Linked DNA regions of Mus musculus: regions 1 and 3 are each linked to region 2. Evidence: chromatin contacts called from public promoter capture Hi-C data. All regions are on one chromosome and are shown on one strand. Each heading gives the region's core, a stretch centred on a gene start, on an enhancer-like site or on the middle of the called end of the contact. The rest is flanking DNA. Distances are from core to core; before and after follow the strand shown. Region 1 holds the start of Mast2 (microtubule associated serine/threonine kinase 2). Region 2 holds the start of Tex38 (testis expressed 38). Region 3 holds the start of Cyp4x1os (cytochrome P450, family 4, subfamily x, polypeptide 1, opposite strand).

The links. Promoter capture Hi-C pulls out the DNA fragments that hold promoters and counts their contacts.
Region 1: a promoter capture Hi-C map of liver shows a contact between it and region 2, with 2.4 times the contacts expected there. The contact joins the promoter of Mast2 here to the promoter of Tex38 in region 2. A contact is called at or near these places in 1 of 39 promoter capture datasets (liver) and 1 of 115 datasets of contacts at active chromatin or transcription factors (embryonic stem cells).
Region 3: a contact with region 2 is called in a promoter capture Hi-C map of hippocampal neurons, with 5 times the contacts expected there. The contact joins the promoter of Cyp4x1os here to the promoter of Tex38 in region 2. A contact is called at or near these places in 7 of 39 promoter capture datasets (cranial neural crest, embryonic stem cells, hippocampal neurons and 2 more).

What each region holds. Positions count from the first base shown.
Region 1 is chr4:116,462,878-116,465,848 of GRCm38.p6, forward strand. Mast2 (microtubule associated serine/threonine kinase 2) reads right to left here and starts at 1,346. Exons shown (of 30, transcript NM_001369061.1): 1 at 859-1,346. The coding sequence starts at 1,038.
Region 2 is chr4:115,779,211-115,782,425 of GRCm38.p6, forward strand. It overlaps Tex38 (testis expressed 38), which reads right to left and starts at 1,824. Exons shown (of 2, transcript NM_029196.1): 1 at 1,777-1,824; 2 at 624-1,393. The coding sequence starts at 1,777. The coding sequence ends at 789.
Region 3 is chr4:115,132,229-115,135,273 of GRCm38.p6, forward strand. It overlaps Cyp4x1os (cytochrome P450, family 4, subfamily x, polypeptide 1, opposite strand), which reads left to right and starts at 1,604. Exons shown (of 4, transcript NR_131922.1): 1 at 1,604-2,178; 2 at 2,277-2,387; 3 at 2,672-2,736. It overlaps Cyp4x1 (cytochrome P450, family 4, subfamily x, polypeptide 1), which reads right to left and starts at 1,851. Exons shown (of 12, transcript NM_001003947.2): 1 at 1,573-1,851. The coding sequence starts at 1,749.

The DNA of each region.
Region 1 (2,971 bases), core at 96-2,595, 680 kb after region 2:
GCTGTACAAAAGCAATGCTGTCAGGGGAGTTCATTACTACAGAACATTCTTTCTAAAAATCCAACGAGATTACGTATCTTACAAAGTCCCTGTCAATATCGTTTCACTGAACTTCCTTCAGCTGTGAGTAGCAAGTTTATCCTAATATTGGCGACCTTTATTCCCTACTCATAAATACACCTACTATTGTCTACTAAATTACACATCCTGTACATTCGAGAATCCCATGAGTACTTTTACATTTTATCTCTTTTCCCATTAAGGGTAAACTAGAAAGCAGAGCCTTCATCTACAGATTCTCTGTCCACAGCACCGGCCTTGAGACTGGACACATTCAGGCACTTTTTATAGTGGTTTTAAAGTGGTAGATAGTTACTGAGGAGAACGTTAACGATTCTGAATACTTGCTTATAAAAGTATAATGGCCACCAAATGAGAATGCTTGCAAATGCCCCGTTTTTATAACTGTGGGGATAAACTCTAAGACCAGTCAACACTATCAAACTGGCATTTCTCCCTTAAAACTATTCACGCCTCTAGATAACTCCATTTAGTAAACCTACTCTTTGCTGCTCATTCACCCTGCCCACATTCCAGCACCCATTCTCTCCATCCAGAGCCCCAGGCTACCCCCCAAGACCATTTTATTCATTCCTCAGACCCGCCCTACCCCACGTCCAACTGCAACCCCAGGCCCCCACCTTCATTTCTCCACTCCCCTTTCCTCAGCCTCGTCAGACCTCCCACTCCTCCTAACCGACTCAGTAGTCCCCACCCTCACCACCGCAGCCCGATCCTCCCGCGAGGACCCCTCCCCCACGGCGCCCACCCTCGCTGGCGGACCCCAGCCCACCTTACCTGCTCCCTGCTGTCGTGCCCCAAAGGCCCGCTCCGCTCCTCCAGTAGCTGCCTCCCGGGCGGCGCTCGCCGGCGCGGGGGCAAAGACTGCGGCTGGGGCAACTCGGCCGTCCGCGGAGCCGCATCCTCCCGGCGGGCGGGTGGCGGCTGCGGCCGCTCGCGGCAGCGGCTCCGCTTCATCTCCGCGTCTGGGCCCCGCGGGCGTTAGCACCGCGACTGCGCCGGCCTGGCTCGGCCCCGGGCCGCAGCGCTGCCGCGGCAAACCCGGTCCGCGGCCAACATGGCCCGGCGGGCACTTGAAGCCACCCGCACCCGGCCCGCGGTTTCCCCGCGCTTCCTGTGGGCTGAGGCGCCGAGACCTTCCCGGCGCGCCTCACGGAGGCAGCATAGCCGCCGCCGCCGCGCCCTCCGCCGCCCGGCACACGCTCGGCCGGCCACCCGCCGCCGCCGCGGGCTCCGCCGCCAGCCGCCGGCCCGCCAGCCCGCCCGGCCCGCCCCTCGCGCGCGTGCACGGCAAGCCCGCCTGCCGCCCACAGAGCGCGGCCAGCCGTGCACGCGCTGGCGAACGGTCGCGAAGACCCGCCCGCGGCCGCGCCGCGCGCTCTGAAGCGGAAGGGGGCGGGGCTCCCGGCGCGCCCGCGTCGGCTGCAGGACGCCCTTTGATTCTTCCATTCATCCCTTTGGTACACACTGCCTGCCGGACTGAACGCTGTCCAGACTGGGAAAAGACTTCCAACGGGAGGGGGGACACCAACACTCTATTTACCAGCAGATGCTCACCTAGTTCTCCCCTACGCTTCAGAGACTAGTTAGCTCATCCTCATGTTAGAAATAAGGAGACTGAGATGTAGGGAAACGAGCCCAGTCACAGACATATCAATATGTCCCAATAAACCCTCCCATTAGTTGAGGGTTCCCATTCTTGTCGCTCTGTCTTGTTTACACTGCCTTTGACAGTTCCACACAGTGTGACAGTGTGTAAAGTCCTGTAAAAGAAGTGATGTATTCCTTAGGGGTGCGAGACTAAAAAGGCTTTGGAAGATCTGGGCTTCCCACTGACAATGAAGTCATCCTGTAGACACGGTCCAGCCTGCTGCGGCCTGGGCAGCCTGACCTGCCCCTTCCAATGACTCATCTGCTTTAACAACACGTGGCAGACAGCTCAGCCATGCCTGGCCTCCTTCTGGCTTCAGCTAGTCTGCCACAACGCTGTTTTTCCTCTTTTGACCTAACCAGAGTTCATTCCCAGAAGCTTTTCCTGCCTGTTTCATTCATGTATCTTTAGCCTCCTCCCTGAACCCTTTCTGAGCAGTAATAATGACTAATACGATGGAGCCTACTGATTTCAGACACTGCATTCAATTCACATACACATAATGAGGTCATTGCAGTGTTCATTGTACAGTGGAGGGAACGGGGTGAGTTATAGTGCAAAGAGAACTCAAACGAAGGCCTGTGAGGTACCAGAACACACACACATAAGCAGTGTGTGGGACAACCCATGAAGCTATCTTCTACGTTCCCTGTCCCAGGTCCTCCCCATGCATCCAGTTGACTCGGTAGAAACAGAAAGCCATCCTTGGTTCCTTCCTTCTTCTCATCTCTCATATCTAATAATGAACAAGGCCTGTTGGTCTGTAAACTCGATATCTTTCCAATCTGCCTTCTCCTTTCATCCCATTTGTACTAACTTACCCAGCTCCGCCTTCCCTCACCTGTTTAAGTGGGAAATTCTCCCAACTAGTTCCCCTGCATCAAGTCTTATTCTCTTAGGATCCATCTTCCCAAAGACTCTCATAAAAATCTCTGTAATACTGTCTTTGCTTAGACTAGTAAAATAAAGCTCAAGATGAAGTATACACTTTCTTCTTTTTCTTTGTTTTTTGTTTGTTTTTGTTTTTGTTTTTGGTGACAGGGTTTCTCTCTGTAGTCCTGGAACTCACTCTGTAGACCAGGCTGGCCTTGAACTCTGAAATCCACCTGCCTCTGCCTCCCAAGTGCTGGGATTAAAAGTGTGCACCACCACCGCCCAGTCAAGTGTACACTTTCTAAGGCAAGGCCACCATCCAAAATCCATTCTCTGCCTGCCTCTTTTTTTCTATTAGCCCATGCT
Region 2 (3,215 bases), core at 574-3,073:
CTCTGACCCATTTGCCAGTCAACAACCCTCATACCCTAATGCTTTTAGCCAAACTGTTCTAACAAGACAGTGCTAAGAAAAGACACCGTGGGGTGTGGTAGAAATACTAGAAATGAGATGCCAGGAAAACGTGAACTAGAGAGCTAGCTGTGGAACCACCAAGGTATACATCCTGGAAACCCATGTCTGCATCTGAACAGGAGGGTCAGAACTGCCATTTGGCATTGTTCTTGGGACCACTAGAAATAAAGGACAAAGACAGCCAGCCAAGAAGCAATACATGGCAAACAACAGTCCAGCTAAACCATACTGGCATTTGTTAGGTTTATGACATAGCCAATGTAGGCCACCATAGCTCTCAACTACTGTCCTCTTGTGCCATCTGTGCTTCCCCCCCTGCTGAAGAGCAGTGCCTGAAGACCTAGGTCAGAGCCTGGCGCTCATTCAGTCTTAAACACTGGATGGAGGGATGTTGAGTCAGTCCAGCCACAAGTATTGGTTCAGCATCTCCCAAATGGTAATCTCAGATTCCCATATGCAGTGGTGAAACTTATAACCAGTTTACAAAGCACCACAGTCACATTGGCTGGGACAAAAGGCACTGCCCTTCTAGGAGCAAATGAGACAGGAAAACTTGGACTTTATTATTATTTTTTTAAATCTGTGGCTTTAAACCTCTCACCAGGTGGCTGTGGTCTCCTTGTCAGTACCAACTCCTTGTGGTTATCTCTGTTTTCTACCAAAGGGAGCCTTTGGTACTTGCAGCTCCCACCCTCACTAAGAGGAAACTACAGCTCTAAAGCAAAAGGCTTGGCATTAAAGCAGTTTGTTCCGTGGGCCAGTGTTGGGAGGGAACAGAAAGGAACATTCCTTTCAGGGCGGTTGGCCAAAGGGTAGGAGACAGAGTGGTTCAACATGGGAGGCAGGTGGCAGAGGGACAGGGCAAAGGGCACCTCCTGAAAGATGGGAAGTGGGAATGGGGAGTCAGTCCGAGGCTGTGACATTTTTGAAGACTGGGGCTGCTTTGGAATCCCCAAAACATGTTGCAAGAGATCAGAGGCTTCACCTCTGGGGCTGCTGTCTTGTACAACGAAGTTCCTGCCTTCAGAGAGATCCAACTCCCACAAAGAATCTGAATTCTGATCTTCCGGCTCGGTCTTGGTGACAGCAGGGGGAGGGCCTGTGTTAATGGCTACATTCATGCCATGGTAACGCCGCTTGTTTATCCAGTACAACAGTGGGCTGTAGGTGAATGTGGCAGCTCTCATCACTTCCACCCACTGCTGGGCACGTTCTTCTCTTTGCAAGTTCTTCTTCCAGTGCAGAAAGAGTATGCAGCTTCCTATTAGCACAGAACACAGCCCCAGGAATCCAATGCACAAGGAGATCCACACTAAGGCAGTGAGAGAGAGAGAAAGGCTGGCTGGCTGGTGTGCCTAATGCACAGCTTTTTTTTCACTCCCCTCCTTGACCTCCTCACTAGTCACTCTTCCTGTTCTCTCCATTCCTCCCCTCCCTCCTCATTCTCCAGCTCAACACTAGACTTCCAGGTTCCTTAAGGGATCATTATAGCTATTTACAGATGAGAAACGCTAGGTCTAAAGGGGGTAGGGACTCAGCCTTCTGGGAGTACTTAGTTTCTAGAGAAGATAACCATCTAATTCCTTAGCACTTCAAGAAGCCACCACTCCTCCATCCATGCAAAAGACTTCCCCTTACTTACCCCATGCCCAAGGGTACAATGTGAGGGGCAAGGACTAGAGGTGCTACACTTACTGCCAGAGAGGCTTGGGTCCTTTTGGGAATCCGTAAAGGTCAGTCTTGGCCTCCAGCCTATCACTCTGGGGAGAGGAAATTCACCCCACTCCACCAATAGGAGTCCTCAGAAGGCCCGGGCCTCATTGTTCTCTAAAGGAAAGGTCATCAGGTTCTGTCCAACTGGCATTCCAGGGACAATGTTTGTGAGCCCATCCAGTAACCTCTAGTACACAACATCTACTGCTTCTACCAAAGACCGAGGCACCAGAAGAGTTGTCTGCCCAATTCCTTACAGTGAACCCATAGAGCAGCCCCAGGACAGGGCCTTGGCATTCTCAAGGGGCTAACTATGTGGTTGGTGATTAAGGAAACACCATTGGGTACCTCCCCCAGTGCCTCCTGGGGAGAGCACACAGAGCATTGGGCATGTCTGGCCTCAACAAATCTTGACCAAGCTATGAGAAGAAAACCAGCTCAAGAGAACCAAGTGGTCAGTGCCTCCTTTGGCTCCTACAATCTCTTTTATTTCTGCTTTCTTTCCTTCCTTTAGCAGGTGCTGGCAAGTGTTCTTGGGCTCTGTGGGAGCTCTCCTCCATCTGGTCCTGCATCCCTTTCCGGGCTAACTTTCTTTCCTTTATTCTCAATACTTCATTCCCTTCTGACCAGGCCATCAGACACCCCCTACACACACACACACACACAGGGGGGAGGTGGGCAGGGGGATGGGGGAAGAGAGCACTATTGGGGCAGGTCTCCCCAGCAACCAATCCCCCCAGGATTTATTGGAGCCAGGATCTTGCTTATTACTTAAGGCAACTTGATCCACTTATGGGTAGCTCAGTTAGAAAGCCCTTGCATGTTATGTCTCAGTCAACTCTAGGGGAGACATACCAACCAGTGATAACTTGAAATCTTACCCTTTAGTTTTTCTCCTTTTTATAGTCTCCTATTGTGACTCCTGACACTCTATGTTACTTTTGTATCTCTGTGACCCATATACCAGACAGAAACAATGTTAAAAGGAAAGGTTTGATTTAGCTCCTGTTTCAGAGGGTTCTATAGTTGCTCAGTCCCATGTGAATGGGCGTGCCATCATGGCTGTGGTAGAACACGTGGTAGAAGACAGCCATTCACATCACAGAAAACAGCAAGCAGAACTCAGGACCAGAACCAAGGTCTGGGCTATAGCCTTCAAAGTCTTACCCCATGTGACCTTCTTCTGCCCAACCTCTTTAGTTTCCACAGCCTCCCAAAATAGTGCCACTGGCTGGGGACCAAGTGTTCAACACATGAGCTTATTGAGAACATTTCAGATTCAAACCAGAGCAGGCACTATTTACAGAGTTCTTCCCAGAATGCCTTTCCCTCCGCTCTACCCTATTTGCCCCTGCTTTTCCTCTTCTTTAGCTGGTGTTTTCCACCATCTCCTGGTCTCTAAGTCTTGGCATGCTCCAGGG
Region 3 (3,045 bases), core at 354-2,853, 650 kb before region 2:
TTTCAGATGGCTCAGTAGCTAAAGGATTTGCTATTAACGTAGATAACCTGAATTTGGTTCCCAGAACCCACATGGCAGTTCACAACCATTCTGATGTCCTCTTTCGATCTCTGTGGGTACCAGGCACATACATGGTATATATACACACGTTCAGGCAGGACACTCATACACATAAAATGAAATAAATAAATCTAAAAAATTCAATGATTCATCTTCTGGGTATATGCTCAAAATAAATAATTACTATTTCATTAAGCCATCTGACTTCTATATTCACCACAGCATATATTTCTAATTTATAATGGCTGACTTAGGAGTCAGCCTAAGTATATACTGCTGGATGAATGAAGGAAGAAAATTCGGTCACTAAGCATGATGGTTCATGACTGTGATCACTTGGGAGGCAGAGGTAGAAGGACCACTGCAAGTTTGAAGACAGCTTGGGCTATATAGTGAGTTCCAGGACAGCCTGGGCTATAGTGATTGACTGTCCACATCAAACCTAAAATCCAAACTCCCAATCAAAACATTTTAACAAAGAAAAGAGAGAGAATAAAGAGAGAGGGAAAGGAAGAAAGAAAAAAAGAAAGAAAGAAAGAAAGAAAGAAGGGAAGAAAGAAAGAAAGGAAGGAAGGAAGGAAGGAAGAGAGAAAGAAAAGACAAGAGAGCATGGTTTATGTGCATCTGAGTGTATCTGAAGGGACCTCGAGTCACCACATGGCACATGGAAATGATACATGGCAGAGATATAATATAATAATATAATATATATAATATAGTCGAGGAAGCCAAGGAGCAAAATCCCCAGGGCAGACTTTCCAGCCCACCCATTCCTGGAGAGTTTGTGCAGGCGCTTCACAGCTAGTGGTTCTTTCTTCCCCCAGGGATCCTAGGAGGAGGCACACCATCCCTCCAAGCCAGGATTTTCATTTTCTCTTAGTGCTCAAGTCTGTACCTTACTTGGGCCCGTCAGGGAAAAGACTCACTTTCCTTTTGTAGACCTAGGACTTAGCACACACAGCTGCTACTCCCAATGTGTTGACAGAATTTATCAGTCTGGGTAGGAAGTGGATTTGAAAACAGGAGACATGGAACAAGTGATATGGCAAGTGATAGGGCAATCAGTATCCGCAGAGCAATGGGGTGCGGCCCCTCCCGCTTTTACAGGAAGCTTTAAAAAGACATTTTTTTTTTCCTGGCCTGAATGAACCAAGGGGTCAACTATTGCTATCGCTTTTGAACATTTTCTACAACTAAGTATGAGTTAGAGCAACACACTGAGTGTTAAACAATACACGCAGAAGACATACCAAGGCGACTGGAGACTGAGCTGACACCTAGTGCTCTTTTACAATATTCACGTTTCCCAAATAACCTCCCTGTCTAGTAACCCTTCCGCGGGGGAATGCGAGAGTTCCTAGTATTGCAGAGGAGCTGAGAGCCACCCTACCCTCCCCCATCCCCCAGGCTGGAAGTCCTAGAATAGCTCAAAACTGCATGGGAGGGATGGAAGCAGAGGCTAGGCTATTGGCTTCCTCGGCAGCATCCTGCTGCGCCCCTCCCTCCATCTACCTTCTGGTGTCCCAGGAGCCAGTGGGCGGGAGGCCCCGGGAAGGGGCTCAGGTCGCGCAGCAGTCGCTGTCTCCGCAGGTAGAGCTTCATGGCCTGCATCAGCACCAGCGCCAGGCAGAACACCAAAGCCAGGTGCAAGGGCCGCGCCCAACGAGTCTCCAGCCAGGAGGCCTCCATCACTCTGAGCTCGCTTTTCGGCGGGCAGTGGGTGGGTGGAGGATATGGTAGTGGTGGTGGGAAGCTCTTAGCTTTCTCCAGCCCGGAGCTGGCGTGAACCACCCAGCCCCCTCCCCAGTGAGCCCTGGTGTAACTGAGGTGGGGGAGGGGCAGCTCCTGCCTGGGAAGAAGATGCTGGTCCTTCGGGATTTCCAGTCTGCGCTATCCATTCGCTGGTGCACGCTTGGATTCAGGCAGACAGACTTCGTTCGCGGAGTGTCTTATTTTAAGTTTGACAGTTTCCAATCGCGGAAGATCTGAATTTAGACTTTGAAATAATGCTCAGGCTGATGTAATTATTTCTCTTCCTTGTCACGAACGAAAATAAACTGCTATGCGAAATGACCTGCTTTCCCACTCTGGAAATCTATGAGCAGCCACAGGAACTAGGTGGGAGCCGAGGAGGGCATGGCCACCATACATGTGCAGTGTGGCCTGCCAAACTGTGCATGTGAATGTTTTCCCTTGTTCTTCATCCCGATTTCTAGAGTGCACCAAGGTCCACCGTGGCTCCTTTCAAGCTGTGTCAGAGTACCAAACCCCCGAGATGAGAAGAGACAGACAGTGGTGCACCACTACAGAGTATTTCTATTATTCAGGTACAATCAGTCCATTTATTTATGCTAAGGCAGACCTATGGTAGTGCTGGAGTTACAGCCCTGAACAATAGATTAAATCTCAGTTACCAACTCCCTATTTTCTTCCTTGTCAACGTCCCCACTCCTGACTTCTCTGTCCCCATCCCAACCTCTGAAGACAGAATATTTTTTGGTCAGGGAAGCAGTAACCACAGACTCCAGGGGGAAATGGCTTCATCTGGTCCACGTATTGATATTTTACACTTTTTTTTAGTGTTAGTAAGACTTTCACCTTCTTCTTTCAGGTTCTTCCTGTGCGGGGCTCCCTGCCCTATCATGACATGTCTCTCATAGGGAATACACGGTGAAGGTACTGGAGATTGTGAAGTTCCTTGCTCTATCCTCTGGGTTCTGATTGCTCTCAGCCTTGTGTCTTGTCTGCTCTGGTCTCTGGTTCCCTTTGGCTGACTGATAAACAACAGGGTGAGGGGTTGGGATGCTCCTGTGGCTACTGAGCAAATGGCCTAAGCCAGGATAGGAATGCCGAGGGAAGGATCACTTCTCAGTTTTTAACAAATTTTTAGCCATGCAGTGATGGTGCACGCCTTTAGTCCCAGCACTTGGGAGGCAGAGGATAGGTGAATTTCTGAGTTCGAGGCCAGCCTGGTCTACAGAGTGA